Linked DNA regions of Danio rerio: region 2 is linked to region 1. A link is a contact called in public Hi-C data. All regions are on one chromosome and are shown on one strand. Each heading gives the region's core, a stretch centred on a gene start, on an enhancer-like site or on the middle of the called end of the contact. The rest is flanking DNA. Distances are from core to core; before and after follow the strand shown. Region 1 holds the start of rps6kb1a (ribosomal protein S6 kinase b, polypeptide 1a). Region 2 holds the start of cltca (clathrin, heavy chain a (Hc)).

What was found. Hi-C and Micro-C count contacts between places; a contact is called where the count stands out from the background.
Region 2: a contact with region 1 is called in a Hi-C map of hematopoietic stem cells, with 4 times the contacts expected there. The contact joins the promoter of cltca here to the promoter of rps6kb1a in region 1. A contact is called at or near these places in 2 of 18 Hi-C or Micro-C datasets (caudal fin and hematopoietic stem cells) and 2 of 4 datasets of contacts at active chromatin or transcription factors (caudal fin and embryo).

Annotation. Positions count from the first base shown.
Region 1 is chr10:33,109,199-33,114,484 of GRCz12tu, reverse strand. It overlaps rps6kb1a (ribosomal protein S6 kinase b, polypeptide 1a), which reads left to right and starts at 1,501. Exons shown (of 15, transcript XM_685634.10): 1 at 1,501-1,720; 2 at 3,932-3,975; 3 at 4,064-4,181. The coding sequence starts at 1,649.
Region 2 is chr10:33,287,415-33,293,364 of GRCz12tu, reverse strand. cltca (clathrin, heavy chain a (Hc)) reads left to right here and starts at 1,863. Exons shown (of 31, transcript NM_001005391.2): 1 at 1,863-2,181. The coding sequence starts at 2,140. btg3 (B-cell translocation gene 3) reads left to right here. Exons shown (of 5, transcript NM_001326708.1): 5 at 1-18.

The sequences.
Region 1 (5,286 bases), core at 252-2,751:
TTCGTAACAATGTGTAGTGTGTGGGCTTGTGTCTTTCTTCTACTATCCTTTAAAATGGCTGCAAGGGTAGGACAGGAGAGGAATAGCTCTTTACAAAAAAACAAAAACAATAATAATCCAATAGTCAATGCAACTCCAGGATAGATATATTTTCATGGCACAATAATTTATGTACGTTTGTTATGGTATTTTAGTATATTACATTGTTGTTATACATTTTAACTAATCATTTGGCAAAAGTAGATAGAACAGAGATAAAACTGCTACATGCTTTAATATACCACAGTTAAAGTCAGAATTATTTGCCCCCTTTAAATTGTTTTTCTTTCCAAATATTTCCTAAATTATGTTTAACAGAGCAAAGAAAATTTCACAGTATGTCTGATAATATTTTTTTTCTTCTGGAGAAAGTCTTATTCGTTTTACTTCAGCTAGAATAAAAGCAGTTATTACTTTTTAAAAATATATTTTAAAGGTCAAAATTATTAGCCCCTTTAAGCTATATATTTTTTTCGATTTTCTAGAACAAAGCATCGTTATACAATAACTTGCCTAATTACCTAACCTGTTTAGTTAATCTAATTAACCTAGTTACGCCTTTAAATGTCACTTTAAGGTGTATAGAAGTGTCTTAAAATATTTTGTAAAATATTATTTACTGTCATCATGGCAAAGATAAATCAGTAACTAGAAATGAGTTAATAAAACTATTAGAAATGTGTTGAATAAATCTCTTCGTAAAACAGAAATTGCATGGGGAAAAAATAAACAGGGGGGCTGATAATTCTTCAACTGTATATAAAAGATAGAATGGAAAGAAAATAGAAATTGATAAAAGATTTAGAGGACCAGAGTATTTTGGATATGCTAGAAAACAGGAGTGTTGACAAATTAAACGAAACATACTATGACGATGCTTAAGAATGACTAAAGATTGGATTAGCTGACAACTCAGCTGACATTAGATCAAATTAATATTAGGACGGAGACATAACAAGTCTGTATTTGTATATCTGAATTCACTATTATGAAGTGACCGTGATATTGATCTGCAATCAAGTAGCCTATTGTTGAATGCCAGCACTTCTAAACTGATTAAAATAGAATCGCACACTTGACTGATATGAACTATTAATTCTAACAATTCTAATATAGAGAGTACACAATTTTATTGTCGTACCTATTTTAAAACACAGGATCACAAGACCGATTGTGCAATAACTGTCTGAAAGTCATGACAAGTTGTTCGGAGCTATGGACGCAATCAAAACATTATCCAGTCTTTTGTCGACATCTATTGGTAACTCAGTGATACTACACCTAAAACCAGCTTCCTAAACACCCAAAATGACGTGTGTCTATATTTAACACACTCTTACCTCGACTTTGAATCTGTCGGAGTAAAAAGCAACACATTCGTGTGTTTGTTTGATTAAAATGGTCAATCTGTTTGTTGACTTTTGTTTTACACATTTCTGAGCATGCGCACTGACGCCCTGTGACATTCTGATTTACGTTTACCGGTAGTTGATCTCCGTTGGGGAACGTTGCGTACCGGAGCCGGTTATGGCGTCGGTGAGTCGTGCTGGATCATGAGGCGTCGGGATTCGTCTTAATTCGGGTATTGGAGAGTAAGGAGACTGTGGCCATGGCTGGGGTGTTTGATATCGATTTGGACCCGCCGGAGGACAACGTGTCAGATGAGGAGCTCTCCGACGGGGTATGTACCCGTTAACCGGCTCGTTTCAGATTTTCCGCATTGACTGAACCGGCCTGAGAATAGAGCCAACACCTTACCGTTTTAAAAGCACGGCTTAAAAGTGCTATGGCTGTACTATGGTAAAGTGTGACAGTACCGTGGTCGGCTATTATATAATTGACAAGTTATCACTCAATTAGTCCAACACATTAAACCCAAGTTACAATGGTGTGTCTGAAAAAGCTTAGAATAGTCCACTAATCTCTTTTTAATCATGTTTTAAAGCTAAAGATTTAAGGGTTTTGGCTGGTCTAAGCTGGATATTAGCTGGTTCAGGCTGGTTATTAAGATGGTGGGTCTTGAAACGGCAACAAACCATCCACTAGCTAAAGTTAGTCATATCAGATATAATGTTAACTACTAGCTGATTATTTAGGACAGAATAGCTGGTCAGCACGTTATTGATTAACTGAGACAGCTTAAAAAAACAACAACAAGCCTTCTTTTCAGAAACCTGAAACTTTGAAAGTCAAGATAAACATATAGATGCAAAACAAAATTGTGGTCACCAAATATACACTGTCTCATAAAGCAAATTGCTAATCTGTTCAAGAACAAACATTGTTTAGAACATTTTCTAATCTACAACCTCAGCCAACAATCATGTGTGCTTTCATGACAATGTTTTGTTGCAAAGCAAAACAATTGTTCACTAACTCACAGGAGCTGACGGTTTGTTTACAACTATAAGAGGGAGGAAATATACCGTATTGTTCATCAGAATTGTACTATCTGTGCTTTTCTTGAATCCAGCAACCTGTATCATGTAGTTGTAAACAAACTTTGTTAACTTGCACATGAGTTTGGACAAGCAAATGCAATATTACAGTACCTGATAGGAAGCTGTCATGAACACACCCAAGGCTGTGGATGACTGATAATAATGTCTGAATAATCAGTTTCACACATATTATTACCGGTTTGCTTTATTAGACAGACATCAGTGTGTCTTGCTGAATTGCTGGTAATTTTATTATTGAGCAATTCCAGCATTATGGATGTGACATTTGTGGTAAAATCTCAAAACATAAATTCACAGAGAAAGTATTTCTTAAGGGTATATTAAAACTTCGGTTTATATTGTAAAAACCTCCAACCACAGAGTTAAGGGATCAGAAAAATATCAATCTGTAAACATTTTTTATATTTTAAATGAGGAAATAAACATTTGTTATGGATGTGTCCAAAATAGTCTGTGAGTTTACAGAATACAGCGTACTTTGTAGAAATTCTGTGAATTAAACTGCACAACCCAAAAGAAACAATGGTAATCAAAAGCATAAGAGTCGGCTCACTATAGAACAAAAACGATTGATTTTATTTTATTTGACTTTTTTTTTTTTTTTTTTTTACATTTATGAGGAAAAAGCTTTGTAATGGATGTGACCAACGTAAAATTGGCACTTGTGTGATTTTGGTTAATCAAATTTAATCATTTGAAAACATTAACAGTGACAATTTTTTAATATTTTTAAATCACTGTAAAATACTTGCTTACACACAAAAAAATGCAGATTTTGATATTTTGGTGGAAATGCAATTTTTTTTCATGGTAAGGTTGACATTTGCATGGAATTGCTCTATTATATATATTTCTTTGAGTCAAAAGTGCCAGTAGCCACTGAATTGTGTTTTATCAATCACCAAAGACCAATGAAAATGTATGTTCTAAACAAGAAAATAAGTCACCTACATTTAGGATGACTAGAGGGTTATAAAGTAACATATTGTTTTTCCTTTTTTTTGAAGTATCGTCCCTTTAAACTTAATTTGAAACACTAAACCTCATTGATTGCATAATCAATGGGGTTTAGTGTTTGACACATGTTTTTTTTTTTGTGTGTGTGTGAAAGTTTCAGGCTGTGCACTTGCATTGCCACTGAAACAAAAAGAAAACATTAAATATCCATTGCAGGTCTGAGTTGCATTGGTCAGACACTCTCACTATTGTTAGACTGGGTCCTGTAATGTGATAACAGCCGATCAGTGACCTTGATACTCTGTCTGGTGCAGGAGAGCCAGTACGCATCAGTCACTGCTATAGATTGAGCTTAAATAGCTTTGTCAGATCTGCACACTGTGTGCATTTGGTAAAAAGCTGCAGTGCACGTAAAAAAATCTCTGTAAACCTACTAAAATCACAAAACAAGTTTTCCTTTTTTTTGTCCACAGGCCAAGATTAATGAATATATAGACCAGTGCAGCGGTTTTGAGTTGTGAGTATGTCAAAGTGGACAAACTAAATTATATCCTTTGTATCTCTTATCCACAATTAAATATCTCTGTTTGAATGTTTTGGAGCAGTATGGAAGATTGTGAAAAGTTTGAGATCTCTGAAGACAGTGTAAATCAAGGAACTGAGAAGATTCGTCCAGAGTGTTTTGAGTTGCTTCGTGTTTTGGGTAAAGGTGGATATGGAAAGGTAAGCAAGACTAGCAGTGTTTGCTCCCTGCATGTGACCAAAATACAGCATGTATTTTGGACACACAATGTTGGCCAGAAAATAACAGTTGAAAGCTGTAGTTCAAACATTCTCTTGTTCTCAACAAAACTGCATTTATTTAAAGAAACATACTGTATAAATAGTTCTATTGTAAACAGTGTTGGGAAAGTTACATTTAAACATAAGTAATTACTAATTACATCATTACAGTTGTATTTAATTTACTTGTCTAAATAAAATGTCTGAAAAGTAATTAAATTACTTAATGATTATTTGAATTGCTTGACTAAATACTGTTCAACATCTCTATAAATCTCAATGCTTAAATTAAATCATTATAATTCTTTAAATCAGAGTTATATATGGCATTTTAGCTTTGTTAAAGTGTTATACCTAAGCATTTTAATAACAAACATGACATTATTTAGCCAACAAACAGAATTATTCTGCAAAAAGGGAAAAAAAAAACTTTTAGAAAACATGAAACGTTTCAAACCAATGACACCATATTTCATAAATACTACATATTGTCATTCATTTTTTACTCCGTTCATTGTTTAAGCATGCACGATTATCCTGATAAATGTAATTTTTTGCTTTAGAAATTGAATAATTATGCAAATTTAATTTAAATACAATTAAATACAGTTACTTTAAATACAATTTCTTTTAATTAATTCATACCGAACCGTTTTTTGCAGTTTTAAAGGAAATACACTATAAGTAATCCATTAAATAACCTAAAACTGTAACAGTAATTCCTTGCTTTACATTTTTCTGTAAATAAAGTAATTTTACTACAGTACCTTGTAACGTAGTCACGATACCATTCATTCATGTCATAATACTATATCAGCTGAAGTATTGTGATACCCAGTAGTATTGCGTTACTGTAATTCATAACTCAAATCCATGAATTAAAGAAAAATGTCATAAATACTATATTTTATTTGTTATAATAGGCCTACTTGAATAAATTAACAATTCCCTTATTACTGAGCAAAAATCATTTGCACGTCTTTTCACCTACATTTTTTTTCAGTCTTATCAGGTAATCCAAAGTAATTCAAAATTTCCCATTGTG
Region 2 (5,950 bases), core at 614-3,113, 180 kb before region 1:
AAAAGACGTTTTCATGAAGTCTTTGTATTTTTTGTTGTTTGTAGTTTTGTGTAAAGAACACTAGATGGCAGTATTACATACTATTTCATTTCATAACTGCGTATTTTAACGAGGTATTTGTGTATATATCTAAATAGTGTATAATTGTAGATCTGTTTTCATAGTACAGTTTTAATAAGCTCATTCTCTCAAGCAGTGCACCTGAATTATTATTTTTTTCTTCTGTTTTTGGGATCCACAAGTAATACATGTTTTTTTACAAGTCAGATCAACAAGTTCATTCTTCTGGCCACACCTTCTTTATGATGGAGCACACACAAACCCTGACCAAGTTTAAGAGGAAATGACTACAATTCATGGCTATCAGCCCCACCATTACAGACTGGAGGGAGGAATTGCTTAACCAATTTACTTCACTTTACTTTCACTCCCTTCTGTTAGTATAGTGTATCTACTGTGCACCATATGATAACCTAACCTAATTTTTTGGAATTACTCAAGATTAGTTTGTTCAGGTGTTTACAGTTGAACGTTTAATTTAAAGGCATATTTAAAATAAGTGCTTAATGTACGTTTATTCATTTTCTTGTCGGCTTAGTCCATTTAATAATCCGGGGTCGCCACAGCGGAATGAACCCTGCTTAACGTTTCAGAAACATTGTAAATCTATGTTTTTTTTCTATGTTCTTTTTTTTTGAACACTACATTTTGTTACATTTTATATTATTAAATACTTCACAAATGTATCTGGCGAATTCTAAAGATTCTGATTTATAATTTGTGTTTTTACAGTTTTCTAATAATTATTCTCAACATGCTTGACACGATTTTTAGTGTCATTTGTTGTTTTTGAATGACAATTTAGTGGGTGTCTTGGTACTTTTTCAAAATCTGTTTTATTGCCAAGTGTGCTTCACACATACAAGGAATTTGTTTTGGCTAGAGAAGCTTCCAGTGTACATAAAGTGACAAAACAAAATAAATATGAAAAAAAAACATTAAACAGAGATGCGGTAATTCAAAAAGATCTGGATGTTGAAAATGGTATTAATGATCTGTGATTTATGATCATTGATTTAAGATCATTATTTGCTCAGGAAAAATACAAAAAAACAGAACATGTTACAATGTTAAGTTACTGAGAAAAATTAAAGCTGTGTTACATTTGCTTCGATATTTTAAAAAAAGTAATTGACCAACATGTTCTTCCGAGTCGGTTCTTTTTCATGAACTGACCAGGCTATTAAGCAAAAGGGCCAGAAACGGGTCGTGGTTCAGTTCGAATGAATCGAGCAGGTCTCAGCAAATCTCCGTTCGGAGGGTTTTTCCGCTAGAGTGAACTGGTTTCAGCGCAAACAACACGAATAGTAATTTATTTATTTACAATCAATTAAAAGAAAACCTTTCCGTGAACCCTGTAGTTTCCATGTGATAAGGATCTTGGTTAGGTTTCAAGAGATGCATTTTAGCTTTCAGACGACGGTGCTCCGCATTTTCCTACCAAAATGCGATACCAATAATACCAAAACACAAAAGTACTTGAAGTACCGTACCGATGAAAGCATTGAAACGCCCCTGCATATAATATACAAATAAAACATGAGAAATTAAATCGGAACTGACGTCAATTCACGAGGACGAATGATGTGGCAAAAAGCAAAGGGCGATTCGCAAAGAAATAGTACCCACACATTTACGCTTAAACGTAGCTTAATAACACCTCCCATCTTTCAAAATAATCACAAAACAGATACAATATCCATAAATGTATTTTGATTTCTAAAGTGGTGACATTTATTGTCAAACAAACTAAAATCCATATTCCTCGCGGTGCTCATATTCCTCCGCCTCCATTGAGGTCTACGTCTCTTTCCGGTGCGTTTCTCCACCGGACGGGTTCCGCCGCCATTGCAGGTTTCTAGAGTTCCTCTCAGCGGCGGTTGACATTCTGGAGTTGAAGCGCCTCATTTATATTCAACGGGCGACTAGAGAAACCTAACACATTCCCGGTTCATCTGCCCCCTCCCCAAAAAAACACCAGACCACCTCCATTCATCCCCGGCTCTGGAGTAGTTTAGATAAGGCAGAACTAATAGCAGGAATTAGAGAGCAAATCGAAGAGGAACCACCACCACCATCATGGCTCAAATCCTGCCCATCAGATTCCAGGAGCACCTGCAGGTAAGGACTCAAAAACACCTAATTTTGACGCCTCGGTCATTTTATTGTGAGTTTAAAGTGATGAATTGTAATACACTGCTTTAGTAAGTCATTCCCCGATGAATATGAATGGAGCTGTAGTAGTAGTAGCAGGGGAGTTAGCTTAGCTAACGTTTGTCGGTGGTAACCATCTGAATAATAAATATAACGTTAACGTTACTGGTTGTCTCGTTGAAAAAAACGAGACCTTGTTAGTTGCCCTTATCAAATAGCGTATTTGAGCAAGATTATTCGATCATTCGGACGGTTTGGTCAAGTGGAATAGATGTAAATTTCGTACATTTAAGCTACAATGTCGATTGGAAAAGATTTATGGCAATGGAAAGTGATTGTGTTGAGTATATTGAGATTTGCTTTAATTCAGCTTATCTACACTGGTCAGCTGTCTTGGCCTCTAGTTGTGTTTATAAAAAGTAAACTACAGAGGAAAGCCTACACTTTGTTTCCTAAATAAATAAATTCTTGTATTTTACAAAAGACATCCACTATTGTTTTATCCTCTGTCCGATCATAAAGTAACCAAACTGATTTTAGGATTGAGGTGATTACCTGATTCAGGTAGCAGGTGTAATAGGCCCCACCTATAGACGTGTGTATCCCATGATGCCTCTGCAATCTGCTACTATTTGCACTGAAGTCCTGCATTTATTTACTGTTACTTTTGATTTATTTTCAATTGAGGCACTCAGTTAATGCCTTTTTAGTATTTAAATTTTGGCCACAATTCATACACAATAATGTTTTTATTAATTAAGCATTTTAATGTAAAACAAATATTCATGCTGCTGGATTTATCTGTTGTAGAATCAAATTTATACTGTTTCAGATCTATAATGGTCTGTATTTGTCAGTTGTTAGTTTTATATCATAAGAGGTCTGGTTCCCATCACAGCTTGCTTCGGACAGGAACCAGTCGTTTAGACTCCATTAGAAGTTAATTACCCAGCAAACTTTATAGTATATCCAGTGATTATTCCATCCTTGAACACAGTCATATAGATCCTGGTCCATTCGTATCTGTTACAAAACACTTTTTTTCCAGGGGTCAAGTCATTTAAACTTGGTTGTCGCAAAAATTGAAACCGTTGAAAATATATGTTGTTAATTGAAGGAAAATGTTAGATTTAAAAATAAATGATCAAAATAGAAATATTAATCAGTCAAAAGCTATTAAAACAATCAGCTTGCAATTTCAAGCATGCAGATCGTTTGTACATCAGACTTTTGCTGATCGTTCAAGTCTACCATACTGTCTGTGTGGAAAGTAATCAGTGTCAATTACATTTGTCAAACTTTACCAATCTTAAATTAGTGCACCTTAATAAAATGTAAAAAAAAAAAAAAAAAACACAAAGGGCCTAGTGGTCCAAAAAAGAGCCAGAAGGCCTTTGGTGGTATTTTAACTTCATGAAATTCAAATGCAAAACTTATTTTTGTCAGTAAAGAGCCAGCTAATGATCAGGGTGCAATAGGAGTCAGTAGCATAGTGCTGTAAAGGAAGGCAGTACCATAAATACCTGCTCATGATGTGAGAATCACATAATAGAGCTGCTTATTTGGGTTTGCAGGAACCTCAAAGAACACTTAAAAAGGAGATCTTGTAGTTCCAGACTAATTTATAGTATAACGTAGGGCTGGGTGATTTGGCCTAAAATCAAAATCTCGATTAATTAAACATTTTAACTCTTATTGCAATTAAGCAATTATTTTATTTATCAATTAATAATTTTTTTGCCCTTTTAGTTCACTGACAAGTTTTGTACAGTAAATATGCTCATATTACAAGTAAGAGATTTCTGAATGAAGGGTGAGCATCAACGCTGAACAACTGAAATGAAAACAAAACAGTTATTTTTTTTTTTCCTTAAAAACGTGAAAATAAATAACTCTCACTTTTGGACACAAAATTAATTATTTTCAATGTTTGTCATATTAAAAGTATAAAATAAGCAGCATCTTCTCTGAATATTTTAATTAATTAATGTAAATAATATTTTTTTTGTAATAGAAAATTTGGCAATGCAGGGCATCTCTGGCATAGCTTCCAATCATTGTCAATGTAGTGCAAAGTGCAATGTGTAGCTAATTTTTTTAAAAAGGTGTGCAGGTATGTGACGGCACGAAGCCTGCCGAACGATATGTGCGCTTGATGCAGAAGTATAAATTAGCCTTAACCGAGCAAGGTCACGTGACTCCACATGCAGTAGGGAAAATAATTTTTAAAAATGTACCTGGAAAAGTTTGATCGATTATAGATTCTGAATGTCGATTTGGATTACTTTTTCGATTAATTGCCCAGCCATAGTATAATGATAGGAATGTATTACAAAACTGCTGAAAATGACTCGTGTGTTCGTATACATTATTTATAGTTTAATATTTTATACCTGGCTAGATGATTTCAGCGGCATTAATCTATAGTTCTCTGATTCAAATATAATTGCAGACATAGATGTGTAATTCAGAATGTGGCATGTTTTAAATAAATATGTACTGCTGTGCTCCTAATCAAATCTCTTTGTGGACTAGTGCCGGTCAATATTAAACCACAAAAAGACTGTTTAAATATTAAGTCTGCATGGGTTTTATTTAAGCAAGTCATATGATCTGCAGATGGATTTTGTGTTTTATGTGATGCTGTTTAATACGTTACCTTGAAGCTGTGCGAGTGCACTTGATCTTTGAACTGTACCCTGCTGATCACACATGACTATCTCGTGTAGATGGAGATCCATTATCCATTTTAACCTGCTCAGCACTCAGGAATTATGGTGGAAACCGTTCATTGCCTGCTCATTCCTCGTTTTCCCTTTTCCACATTGAACCTGCTCATCTGGTCACATGTCACCCATGGTCATATGGTCACACCTCTTAACATGTTGATTTAGCTTTCTGCACAATGGGTTCCAGCTTCCTGTTATGGAGGACGATGGCAGTGCGATGCAAGCCTCAGCATATTGTGTATCCTTCCCAGAACCTCCGGCTATCAGAAGGCACAAGGGTTTTGTGCTGAGCAAGGTGCTGCTTTTCTCTGGCCGGAGAAGGAAAAGGGTTAAATGAGCACAGGAGGTTGTGGAAAAGAATGTGCTGACAGCTTTACAAAGTCATGAATTTAGACGATGTGCTGAATTTATCAGCTCAAACAGAGAGAAGCTTTTGACACTTCACGTATTACACGTTTCTCACCCTGATTTGTGAAAGCAAAGCTTGACCATAAAAATGTGGTAAATGCACAGACACTTCAAAAGTGACATAGGTCAGCATAACTGAAATACTGCTCGAGTTAGTTAACCTAGTAAAGTCAAGTGTCTGTGGCTGCTCTTAAGGTTAAATGTGACATGTCACTCTGATTATGGTTAGTGAAAGTGCCAGCAGAGGGCAAGTGTATAGGACGTGTTCAACCACAATTGTAAATTCTTTCATTTAATCAACTTGTTACAGACCCGTTTGAGTTTCTTTTCTTCTGTGGAACACAAAGGAAGAATTATCGAAGAAAGTTAGTAAGCAGCAGCTATTCATAGATGTATACATTAGATATCGCATACGGACCCTGAGCATGTGTCAATAGTGCCGCCATATTTGTACAGTGCTCCCAGGACAAGTGTCATTAAACCGCACTAGTCAAGACTAAAGCCAATCTGAAGATGCTGGACTTTAGCGCTGTGTACGGAATAAAGAGCAAACAAAAGAAGAACATTTCATGGGTAACATTTCGTGTTTTATGTCTTAT